3 separate regions of the Mus musculus genome follow, and regions 2 and 3 are each linked to region 1. The links are chromatin contacts, called in public Hi-C and promoter capture Hi-C maps. All regions are on one chromosome and are shown on one strand. The core of a region is the stretch at or near the end of the contact, and the rest is flanking DNA. Distances in the headings are between cores, read along the strand shown. Region 1 overlaps Washc2 (WASH complex subunit 2`). Region 2 has its middle 18 kb from the start of Plxnd1. Region 3 overlaps Alox5 (arachidonate 5-lipoxygenase).

Region 1 (3,200 bases), core at 620-3,119:
AAGGAGAGAAGAGGAAAGAAGGGGAGAGCCTGACAGACCAGCAAGGGGGGAGGAGCGAGGGCATCAGTCCAGGTTCCTGAGGGCTAGGCAGCCCTGGGCTGCATTTTGCTGTCCAACACCTGCACAAAGGTTATTTCATTTCCTAAGTGTTTTGTGGCTGAACCTGACTCATGAGTGCTGTCAGGAGGCTCCTGCTGGAGCATAGCTCTGACTGTCCTTCCATCCTCAGGGCATCCTGATGTGTCTGGGTCCACCTCTGCCCCATCACTGAAGGAGCTCCAGAAACATGGGCAGCCTACTCCGGGGAAGAGCTCACATTTGCCAACTCCTGCTGGCCTCTTTGATGATGATGATAACGACAATGATGAAGATGATAATAACTTTTTTATGCCATCTTCTAGCAAGCCTTCTAAGACCGGTACCACTTTTAGGCTAATTCTGGGAACTTAGAGAAGAAAATTAAACTTAAGGGGACACAGTTCTTCACATTCGGTGTCTCTTACAGTTCCAGAATGCCTTACTTACTGAACATTACTGTCATTGTCTTATCTATGCTTAAATTGTGCTATAGCCTTGGGGGGGTCCCTCATAGGTCAATCTTTTCTGCTTTGGGAATCAATTACTGAGGTTATCTTCTTTAATAGGGAGCTGAACTTCTTCTGTATTCTTTTCTTAAAGTTTTTGCTTCTGCCTTTCACATTACAGGCAGAAATTTAGTCACACTTCCTCCTAGCAACTCCGGGTAGTTACATGAGCGGAACATTGCGTGCTTGTTGCTTAATTCCCAGCTTCTCTTTTTTCTGCCAGAGGGCTCGTATTGTTTTTGCTTTGGTGCATCCTCTCCCCTCCTCCGAGGTCCACACTGATGTCCTTCCTGTGCTTTTACTCTCTGACGGAGCTATGCCTGGGGAGTCAGGAAAGCTGTGGTCTTTCTGTTTAGTGGGTCTTTGTTCGATTTTGAAAAGAATGAGCTGCTGGAGGGATGGCTCAGATGTTCTGGGTACGTTCTACACGTCCTGGGAACGATGCCCGGACCTCCAGCTGTGCAAGGGCAAAGATAGGATCCTCCAGCTGTGCAAGGGCAGAGATAGGATCCTCCAGCTGTGCAAGGGCAGAGATAGGATCCTCCAGCTGTGCAAGGGCAGAGATAGGGTCCCCGGGCTTTGCTGGCTTTGAGGCAGGTAGAGAAAACACAAGCCCCAAGATCAGGGGAAGACCCTATCTCAAAGGACTAGGTAGAGAGAGAGTAGTAGGACACCGGACACCTTCTGACCTCTGTATACATGCACACACACCCACCCCAAAACCTGAGCAAACAATGCAACACATAAACAAACAAACAAACAAACAAACAGAAATCTCGTAAAAAAAAATGAGGCATTTACTTTTCTACCCTGGGATATTTGGGATATTTCCATTGTACATTAAATGGAAAACACAAATGGTAGGTCATTTTACTCAGATTATTCCAAATTTATAATCTTATGAATAGCTGATATAAACATAAGGTAAGATTTAGAAGTGTGTGTACCAAGCTCTTGTGTCTGTCTTGTCTAGGTGGGCAGGTGGAGATGAGGGAATGCCAGCATTTGGTTTCATCTATTTCTGTATAGTTTGGTCTTTAATGAAAACAGGAGTCACCCTTCACATCTCCGTCCTACAGTTAATGACTTTTTGGCTCCTTAAAGTGATCTTTACTCTTTATCCCCATCTTGGATATACTTAGCACAGGAGTCTTCTGTTTGGAGAAGGTTCATTCATATGGTTAGCGTCTTTTGATTTATTTGAACTGCTGTTGCAGAGTGCCAGGGCTGTGGATCTGGGGAGAGCAGCTCTGTGGCAGAGCACTTGACTGCATGTCGCCCTCTCTGGTCAGCCCCGAGAACTGCAGGGAAGCAGCAGGGAAAGGAAGCAGCCGAACTAAAGGCAGAGCAGGGCTCCACTCACTTTGTATTTCTCTGTAAATGAGCAAAAAATAAGACACCTTCCATATTTATCTGTGGAAGAGAAGAAGTGTGTGTCTGTGTGTCTGTGTGTCTGTGTGTGTGTGTGTGTGTGTGTATTTTGACCTTAGTGTAATTTTTATGCTGTGGTTTCTCTTTTAAGACAAAGTCAAGTCCACTGCCATTATCTTTGATGATGACGAAGGAGATCTGTTTAAAGAAAAAGCAGAAGCTTTGCCGGCAGCTTCTGTGAGCCAGACACATGAAAGCAAAACGCGGGCAGATAAAACGGTGAGTGGAGGTGGACTGAGGGACATTGGCCTGGGCAGCTTACAGTAGCCGTTTATCTGGGTCTCAGAGGCACGTAGAGTTCTCCTTCATGTTTGCTGTCCTAGTTTGCTTTCTGTTGCTGTGATAAACACTGGCCAAAGCAACGTAGGGGAGGGAAAGGTTTATTTTACAGGTTGCAGCCTGTCCTTGAGGGAAGCCAAGAGAAGACTTCAAGGAGGCGGCAGTGGAAGAACACGGCTGCTGACTTCAGTGTTTTGCTGGCTTGCTCAGCTGCCTTTCTTACACAGCCCGGGCCCACCTGCCCAGAGGTGGCAAAGTTAGCAACCGAGAAAACACCTGGTAGACATGCCCACTGGCCAATCGGATGGAAGAGTTCTTTAGTTGAGTTTCCCACTTCCCGAATATGCCAGGTTGACAATCAAGAGTAGCAACTACATTTATATTAAGAATTTTGAAAAAAAAAAAGAATTTTGAACATAAAATTGAAAAGCACAATGAAACTCTAAATAACTTCTAATCAGATCTGTGAGATTAGTGAGGATTTGCCAAATATATGTCTGAGCCTTCGTGCAAGCATGCTGTTTTCAGGATTATTTGGAAGTGATTTGTAGTTGTTATGTTTTACCACCCTACATGTTTTATTAGGCAGTTCTGGGAATGCTGTTTTATCCCCACATGCCAGAGGCTGGCAGTAACTCTATAGAAGAGTCTCATGGCAGTCTGCATCCATGAGGCTCCAGGTAGCCATAACATTTCTTTTATAAAATAATACTCAATATAATACTGATTTAAAATAATTTTATACATAGTTGGTATTCTGTCTTTTTCCCCCGTGAGACATCTTATTCTACAGATGTCCTATATAGGTTTTTCTTTCTTTAGTGTATGTGTATATGTGTATGTGTATATGTATCAATACCTATATGTATGTATATACTTACATATATATGAGGGAATTTATTAGGG
Region 2 (3,268 bases), core at 658-3,157, 220 kb before region 1:
GCTGGGCTGACTGACCATGGCTGACTGACCAGGGAGTGCCATGGAGCTCCCGTGTCTACCTCAGCATCCCTGGAATTACAGGGGGCAAAGATACAGAGTCCAGCTTTAAGTGGGTCCACCGAACCATCTCCCCAGTCTGATAACAAATCCTGGTTCCTTACCTGGCCTGATGGAACAGCAGAAATGCAAGAGTCTGAGCGTCAAACTGCCAACCACGCCCTCGGGCCTCCCATGTCATGGGAGGCAGGCAGGCAGAGCAGAACTCTTACTTGGCAGAGCAGCTTGGCTGCATCCTCAGAAGTAGACCAAGCAGGATTTGATAAGCAGTGGGCTTTTAAGTTCTACTCTTGAATGAGCACCTATTGTGTGCTGCACCTATTGTGTGCTGCACCTATTGTGTGCTGCACCTATTGTGTGCTGCACCTATTGTGTGCTGCTTTAGACGCTGGGGACAAAGCCACAAAAGACAGCATCTCAGAGCCAGTTGAGCCTTTGTGTATTTATTGGCAAGTTTTTGTCCTTTGTGGCTGGGACGTTCTTTTGTTACCACTATGGCAGAATTTTCTGACATATATAGATTTGGGGGGCCGGGGTCCAGACTCACTCGAGATCCAAGGCTGCTCAGGGAAAGCCCACATATTGACTACTTGGTCTTTTGTGGGGTCAATGACAGAGGACACATTCTGGAGTGTTGGAGAGTGACATCGATCGGTACCTGACTACCAGGTCTTCTAATAAGAAGCCTCTTATCGGGTGCTGGAGTAAGTGGCTTGTGACATGGAATTTAGCCTTCCATGAGGGAGGCAGCTACTGTCACTCATGACTTGCTGTGCCTCTTAGCAGGCTCTGTCACTCCTGACTTACTCCCTCCTGAAATGTAAGAACATTCTAGATAAGCTGGATTATGTCAAATGAAACTGGGATTTTTGTTTGTGTTTTCACACATGGTCTTACTACACAACCCAAGCTGTCCTCAAACCTGCAGTCCTCCAGAGTTGGCCCCTTAGTGCTGAGGTTACAGGCATATGCCACTCTCCCTGAGTGGCTCTTCTCCTTCCTCCCTCCCTCTCTCTCTCTTTCTCCCTCCTCCCCCACCTCTCTCTCTCCTTCTTCCTCTCCCTCAGTCCTTCCTTCCATTCTTTTCCCCCTCTGTCTCTTTCTTTCCTTTCTCCTTTTTTTTCTTTGATTTCTTTCAGAACTGGGGATCTTGAGATGGGTGTGGTCGTGTATGCCTTTAATCCAAACACTTGAGATGCAGATGCCGGCTGATCTCTGAGTTTGAGGCTAGTGAAGCCAGCCTGGTCTACACAGCAAATTACAGGACTGCCAGGGCTACACAGAGAAATTCTAACTCTAAATAAATAAGATTCAAAAAAAAAAATTGAGGGGCTGGAGAGCTACTCGGCTGGACAGTTAAGAGACACGTACTGCTCTTACAGGGGACCTGAGCTTGGTTCCCAGCACTTGAGTGGCTCACAACCAATTCTAACTCCAGCTTCAGAGAAGGAATGCTCTGGCCTCCATATGGGCACCTACACTCATATACATACCCACCTCACCTCCATCTATTTATAATTAAAAATAAAAATAAGGTCTGGAGAGATGGTTTGTTGCTTAAGAGCATGTACTGTTGTTTCAGAGAACCTGAGGTCAGTTCCCAGCACTCAGGGGATTGTAAAACCTCTTCTGGCCTCCATGACCATTGCACACACAAGCACACAACTATAATCAGTGCCTCGTGCACAAACAGAAAGACACAAACACAATTAAAAATAAAATCAAATTTAAAAATCTTTTTATTTACTTTTTTTTTTTTTTTTTTTTTGCGTCATGCTGGCTGTGGAATTTGCTATGGAGAGTAGGGTAGACTCAAACTCATAGAGAGATCTGTCTCTGCTTCCAGAATGCTGGGTTTATGAAGATGTGCCTCTATGCCTGTCTTGAAAAAAAAAATTGAATTCTAAAGCCAGATGATGCAGAAGTGGACACCTGTGATCCCAGCACAGGGAGAGGGGAGGCTGGAAGCTCAGGAGTTCAAGGCCACCCTCACTACAGAGTGAGTCCGAAGCCAGCCTGAGAGAGCTAAGGTTTCATTGTCTTTAAAACTTGTGAAATTGTTTTCTTACAGTGACTGTTACTTCCTTGTTTGCAAGGCAAGGAGGAGGAAGTTGCAAAATTTCACCTCCTTTCCTTATGGTATTCACGGGGGTGGGGGGTGGGTGGGTGGGGTGGGCAGGGCCAAAGCCTGCAGGACGCATTTTGCAACCATATTGCCCATTTGGATGACATGAAAACCTGGCTACTGGTTCCTTTTGAAAGGCTGTAATTGCCTTTAAACATATGGCTGGGTCATCTCTCGACACTTTCAATGGCTTCTCTTGTGGCCAGGTAAATAAACCTGGAGCATGGCATTCAGTGTCTAGTTTTTAATTTTTATTTATCTTTTTCAATACTGGGGATGGCCTTGTGCATCCTGGTCCGCGTCAGCCACCGAGCTACCATTCCAGCTGGCCTTTATTGCTCCTTGCAGCTTGGTTCCCGCTTGCTCAAACTCTTCATCTTGGTCCCCTCAGCCTGTGGTTTGCTGACACAGTTCCTCTAATTTACACACCCTCCTAAGCCATTTTGGCCCATCTAAACCCCAGCTCCTCAGGCTGCTGTGTAGCTCAGTGCTCAAGTGCCGGCCTAGCATGTGTGGGGCCTGGGTCTTCAGCTTCTTACATCCACTCCTAAAGGGGACAAAAACCAGACCGAGGACCACAAAGCACAGCATCATCTCTTAGCCCCGCCGCTCTGCAGCCTCCGCTGAGAGCTACTGCTCTCTCTCACCTGGTGGGAAGACCCTCCCTTCTCCCTCCCACACAGAGCTTGGGCTCCTGTCCCGATGTCAGCGCCCTGCTGCAGGCCAGTCTTGCACAGATTGCTCTGTAGCTGTGGGATCAGACGACACCAACTGCTGATATTACACTGGTCCCTGGTTTCCAGAACTACACCCCCAGGCTGGAAGAGCTCAAAGGGTCCAAACCCATTCAGATTCTGCCTCAGACAACCTCAGACATGGTCCAGCACAACCCAGCATAGGACACTGTGTAGTCTCTTTCCTCACTGTCATGGGTCTTTCTCTGTTTAAAAAAAAATATGTGTATCTGTATACATATGTGTGTGCATGTGTATGTGTGTGTGTGTGTGCGTATGTGCACGTGCATTTGCTCATGTGTGTGCCAAAGTATACACGTGTAGGTTAGAGAACAACTTTTAGAAGTTGGGT
Region 3 (3,459 bases), core at 554-3,053, 210 kb after region 1:
GAGAGGAGAGAAATGATATAATCATATTTTAATTAAATTATGAAAAGATTAAAATAGTTATTTTAATTTAATTATTTTAATGCTTTCATTCATTTAATTGACAAATAGAATTATACATATTTTTTTTTTTTAGAAAGACTTTTTGGCTGGCTAGCTGCCTGCTTCCTTCACCCATTACCTTTTTCTCCTTTAGGCTCTGTGTTTAATTGTTTTAACTTTTGGGATAATATTACCATTTTATGTTATATGTATATGTTTTGTCAGATGCAGAGGGAGAAAGAAAGGTCATATTGAGATCATGATAGCCAGTAAAACTGCTATAAATAAAGGATGTCTTCTGAAAGACATCCTCTTCTTTACCCTCTTCTCTCTTCTGGAGACTGCTCTCCTGGCTGCTCCGCCTCCTGTTTATCAGTTCCTCAGAATGAGCCTTCTTAGCATCAGAGGACATAAAACAACATTTCTGCACGCGCAAAATGTGACACTTGCCCGACACAACTGTGAACTAATAATGTTCTTAGAAAAGAAAGCTGCACTTGCTCTAAAGGTTTTACAAGGTTGATCAGCTTATGGGAACTTTGTTATTATAAAGAGTTGGTGTGCAGATCTAGAGAAAAGTTATCTTGGGTCACCTTTTGTCTCTTTAATAGCCAATCATTGTCTGCCTCTATGTCTGACTTTTTATCCTTCCAAATACCAGGTGAAATCTTTGGACCGTATAAACACACCAGCAGCTTCCTTACTAACCCCAAAGCTGAGACTACCACCAGGTAACTCTCACCCCAAAGCTAAGACTACCACCAGGTAGGTAACTCTCACACCTGCAGCAGATTTTCCCCAATTGGATGTAGCTCATGCAACTCTTGTTCCCACTGATGTGCTGGAAAAAATGCTTTGGTTTAATGCTCTCTCTTATCCTGTGGGTATGGATGTTTATGCAATTGCTTCTGTGTGGAAATTCAGCATGCAGAACACCCAAGCCAGCCAGGCCTGGACATTCATATTTGTGTCACAATACATTATCTCATTTTATGTGAGATGAGAGCTGCTTTGAGACAAGTGATTAATGTTCTCTAGACAGATCTGCCAATGATTAAATGACTTATATATCATGCATACAAGTTGCTTCTCTGTAATATTCAAAACAAACAGAAGTAGGGAATCGAGCTGAATGTTCACCAGTAGGGGAGTCATTGGCTCAGCCTGTAGTGCTTATGTGTAATCCATGAATATGTAGCATCTTATGACGAAGAAATGAGACACAATCCTACCCATTAGACAGTCGAGAACAAAAATGTCTCATGTCGAATGGGTTGGTGATGCAGGGGAATGGCATCTTACAGCAACACCAGCTAAGGGTGGAAAGTGTCTGGACAGCTGGGCAAACAATTACCAAGATCTAGAGAAGTCAGATGACGCACACACTTGGTCATCTCACAGATCTTCATCTAGACATGTTCCCCAGAGTAATTCTCTCACGTTAGCAGAAAGCTCACTGTGGCTCAGTCTGAAAGCACTAGGAGGTACCCATGTGTTCATCAGCAGGTAGCCAAATGAATATAGCAAAGTGGTACCCAAGAATGATGCCTCCGGAGCTGGGGATAGAGTGTTTGCTTGCTTACCATTTAATAGGTCCTGCGCTCAGTTTTCAGAACACAAAACCAAAAATGTGTGATGCATTTAACTATGCAGGAATTAAAATGAAAGGCTGTCGAGTTGTGTCAATGGCTGGTCTTCAGAGCATAATGATGATTGAAAACTGAAGATACTGACGTATTAGGTCAGGGATGTGAGAGCCCTCAGACCACAGTATACTGTGTCATACTCACTGACAGTGCAGCGAGTGAGGGCCAGGGGCCACGGAGCTCTGACCTGGGCCCTTTCTGTGCCCTTTCCCAGATGGGCTACTGAGTCAAGCCAGCAGCATTCCTGGAAGTATTCTCTTGCTCAGCTTCCATAATCTGGAAGCCTGAAAGTGTATGTGAAAGGGGAACTTCACAATTGTGCAGACAGTGCAAAGTTCAGTGTTTTCTGACCGGAAATGGGGCATGGGTGGGAGGCGGGCTGCTGAAGAGAGCAGCGGCTTGGAAGGAGGGAGTAAAATAGGGCTTAAGAAAGGGACAAGATATTTCACAGTGCCCTTCTCATCCTCTTCACAAGACCCAGGTTGTGATGAAGTAAACGGCTTCCAGATCAGGCTAGATTGTGATCTCTTAGGTGTAATGGGTAAGAAGTCTAATTAGGTGTGCACCAAACCACACTAAGATAATAGTGGCTGACAACAAATTGACTCACTCTGGAGTTTTGTCCTAACCCACTCCACAGACTAGAAGTCCTGTAGAACTCTATAAAGGGCTTTGTCACAGGGAGTTGAAATGGAGAAGAGAGCTGAAGATTTCCTCAGCCGGATGGAAGGGAAGGCAGACTCTGGGACAATGATCTATGCCCTGTAAAAGTACAGAAGTTCCAAACTACATCATAGGGTGCTGAGCGGAAAGGCTTGCATACACATTGAATTTTTGAATTTTTGGCCTGACTACAGTATAATCAGGTTATGCTCTTACACCATGCAGGGATGGCGCAAGAGTTTTTAACTTTTAAACTGTGAACTAGGGTATGTAGACATATGCATTTGTCTCTATCTCTCTCAACCTGTCTGTCTTTCTGCCTGTTTTTCTCTTTCTCCCTCTCTCTCTTTCTTCCCTGCTCCCTTTCAGACCCTAAACATCTCTCTAGCTATCTATCACATCAGTGAGAGTACCCTCAACCCTTACTCTTAGCATTGACATACTGAATTTTCTTTTTGAAATAGGTTGGTCTTGAACATCGGGGACTAAATGATTCTTCTGTTTAGCCTCCCAAATCATCTAGGACAATAGGCACGGCACCAAGCCCAGCCACCCCTGGGATGTGATGTCACTTCTTTGTTATTGGTCATAGCTCCACTGCCACATGTTTCCCTTAGCAACAGAATCCAGAGTTATGGGACAGCTGCATGCGATTCTGGCATCTTGCCTTCATTGTATGATCAACTATATTGGTCTCAGTGGCTCACTGGTAGATATTACCTGGCAGTATGAAGTGAAATAAACCCTTCCCTTCCCAAGTTTCGTTTGGTCATGGTGTCTTATTACACCAATAGAAACCCCAAGGAAGACGGTTGCCACGAATATTTGCATACAAGTATTTGGTGTAGACACATGGCTTAGTTATTAATGTTAATATTGCAGTACAGGGGTGTGCACTGAGTGCACTGAGTCCCTGGCTCTTCTATATACTAGGTAAGTGCTCTGCCATGAGCTACACCCCTAATTCTGGTTGTATTATTTTTGGAAACACTTGTGATAAGAAGTGCTGCTGGGTCACGAGGTGACACTATCTATAATTCTGAGGAAGAACTGATATGTCTCCCGGAATGGCTGTGGCTTTTTGACCTTACCAGAGTGCTGGGGTTTGACC

What was found. A called contact is a pair of places that touch in the nucleus more often than the background predicts. Capture Hi-C pulls out chosen DNA fragments and counts their contacts.
Region 2: a Hi-C map of peritoneal macrophages shows a contact between it and region 1, with 5 times the contacts expected there. The contact joins two enhancer-like sites. A contact is called at or near these places in 1 of 39 promoter capture datasets (frontonasal cranial neural crest), 3 of 15 datasets of contacts at CTCF or cohesin (the NIH/3T3 cell line, large pre-B cells and pro-B cells), 33 of 484 Hi-C or Micro-C datasets (MC3T3-E1-derived osteoblasts, beige adipocytes, bone marrow-derived macrophages and 23 more), 4 of 115 datasets of contacts at active chromatin or transcription factors (astrocytes, bone marrow-derived dendritic cells, bone marrow-derived macrophages and 1 more) and 3 of 9 other capture datasets (adipose tissue, liver and pancreatic islet).
Region 3: a promoter capture Hi-C map of adipose tissue shows a contact between it and region 1. The contact joins two enhancer-like sites. A contact is called at or near these places in 1 of 39 promoter capture datasets (hippocampal neurons), 2 of 484 Hi-C or Micro-C datasets (cerebral cortex and nephron progenitors), 2 of 115 datasets of contacts at active chromatin or transcription factors (bone marrow-derived macrophages and embryonic stem cells) and 2 of 9 other capture datasets (adipose tissue and pancreatic islet).

What each region holds. Positions count from the first base shown.
Region 1 is chr6:116,227,117-116,230,316 of GRCm38.p6, forward strand. Washc2 (WASH complex subunit 2`) reads left to right here. Exons shown (of 31, transcript NM_026585.3): 15 at 230-418; 16 at 2,107-2,234. Among named protein-coding and RNA genes, the nearest start is that of Gm52873, 10 kb to the right of the region's middle. Within about 2 kb of position 1,870, at least 143 of the 459 cell types and tissues checked have an H3K27ac peak or open chromatin away from gene starts, as enhancers often do. A contact at or near this core is called in adipose tissue, bone marrow-derived dendritic cells, bone marrow-derived macrophages and 2 more, where this site is marked.
Region 2 is chr6:116,011,739-116,015,006 of GRCm38.p6, forward strand. No RefSeq gene overlaps it. Among named protein-coding and RNA genes, the nearest start is that of Plxnd1, 18 kb to the left of the region's middle. Within about 2 kb of position 1,908, at least 45 of the 459 cell types and tissues checked have an H3K27ac peak or open chromatin away from gene starts, as enhancers often do. A contact at or near this core is called in bone marrow-derived dendritic cells, bone marrow-derived macrophages, erythroblasts and 1 more, where this site is marked.
Region 3 is chr6:116,437,713-116,441,171 of GRCm38.p6, forward strand. All of the region lies in intron 3 of Alox5 (arachidonate 5-lipoxygenase), which reads right to left. Gm38880 (a long non-coding RNA gene) reads left to right here. Exons shown (of 5, transcript XR_869387.2): 3 at 701-804. Among named protein-coding and RNA genes, the nearest start is that of Alox5, 22 kb to the right of the region's middle. Within about 2 kb of position 1,804, at least 18 of the 459 cell types and tissues checked have an H3K27ac peak or open chromatin away from gene starts, as enhancers often do. A contact at or near this core is called in adipose tissue, where this site is marked.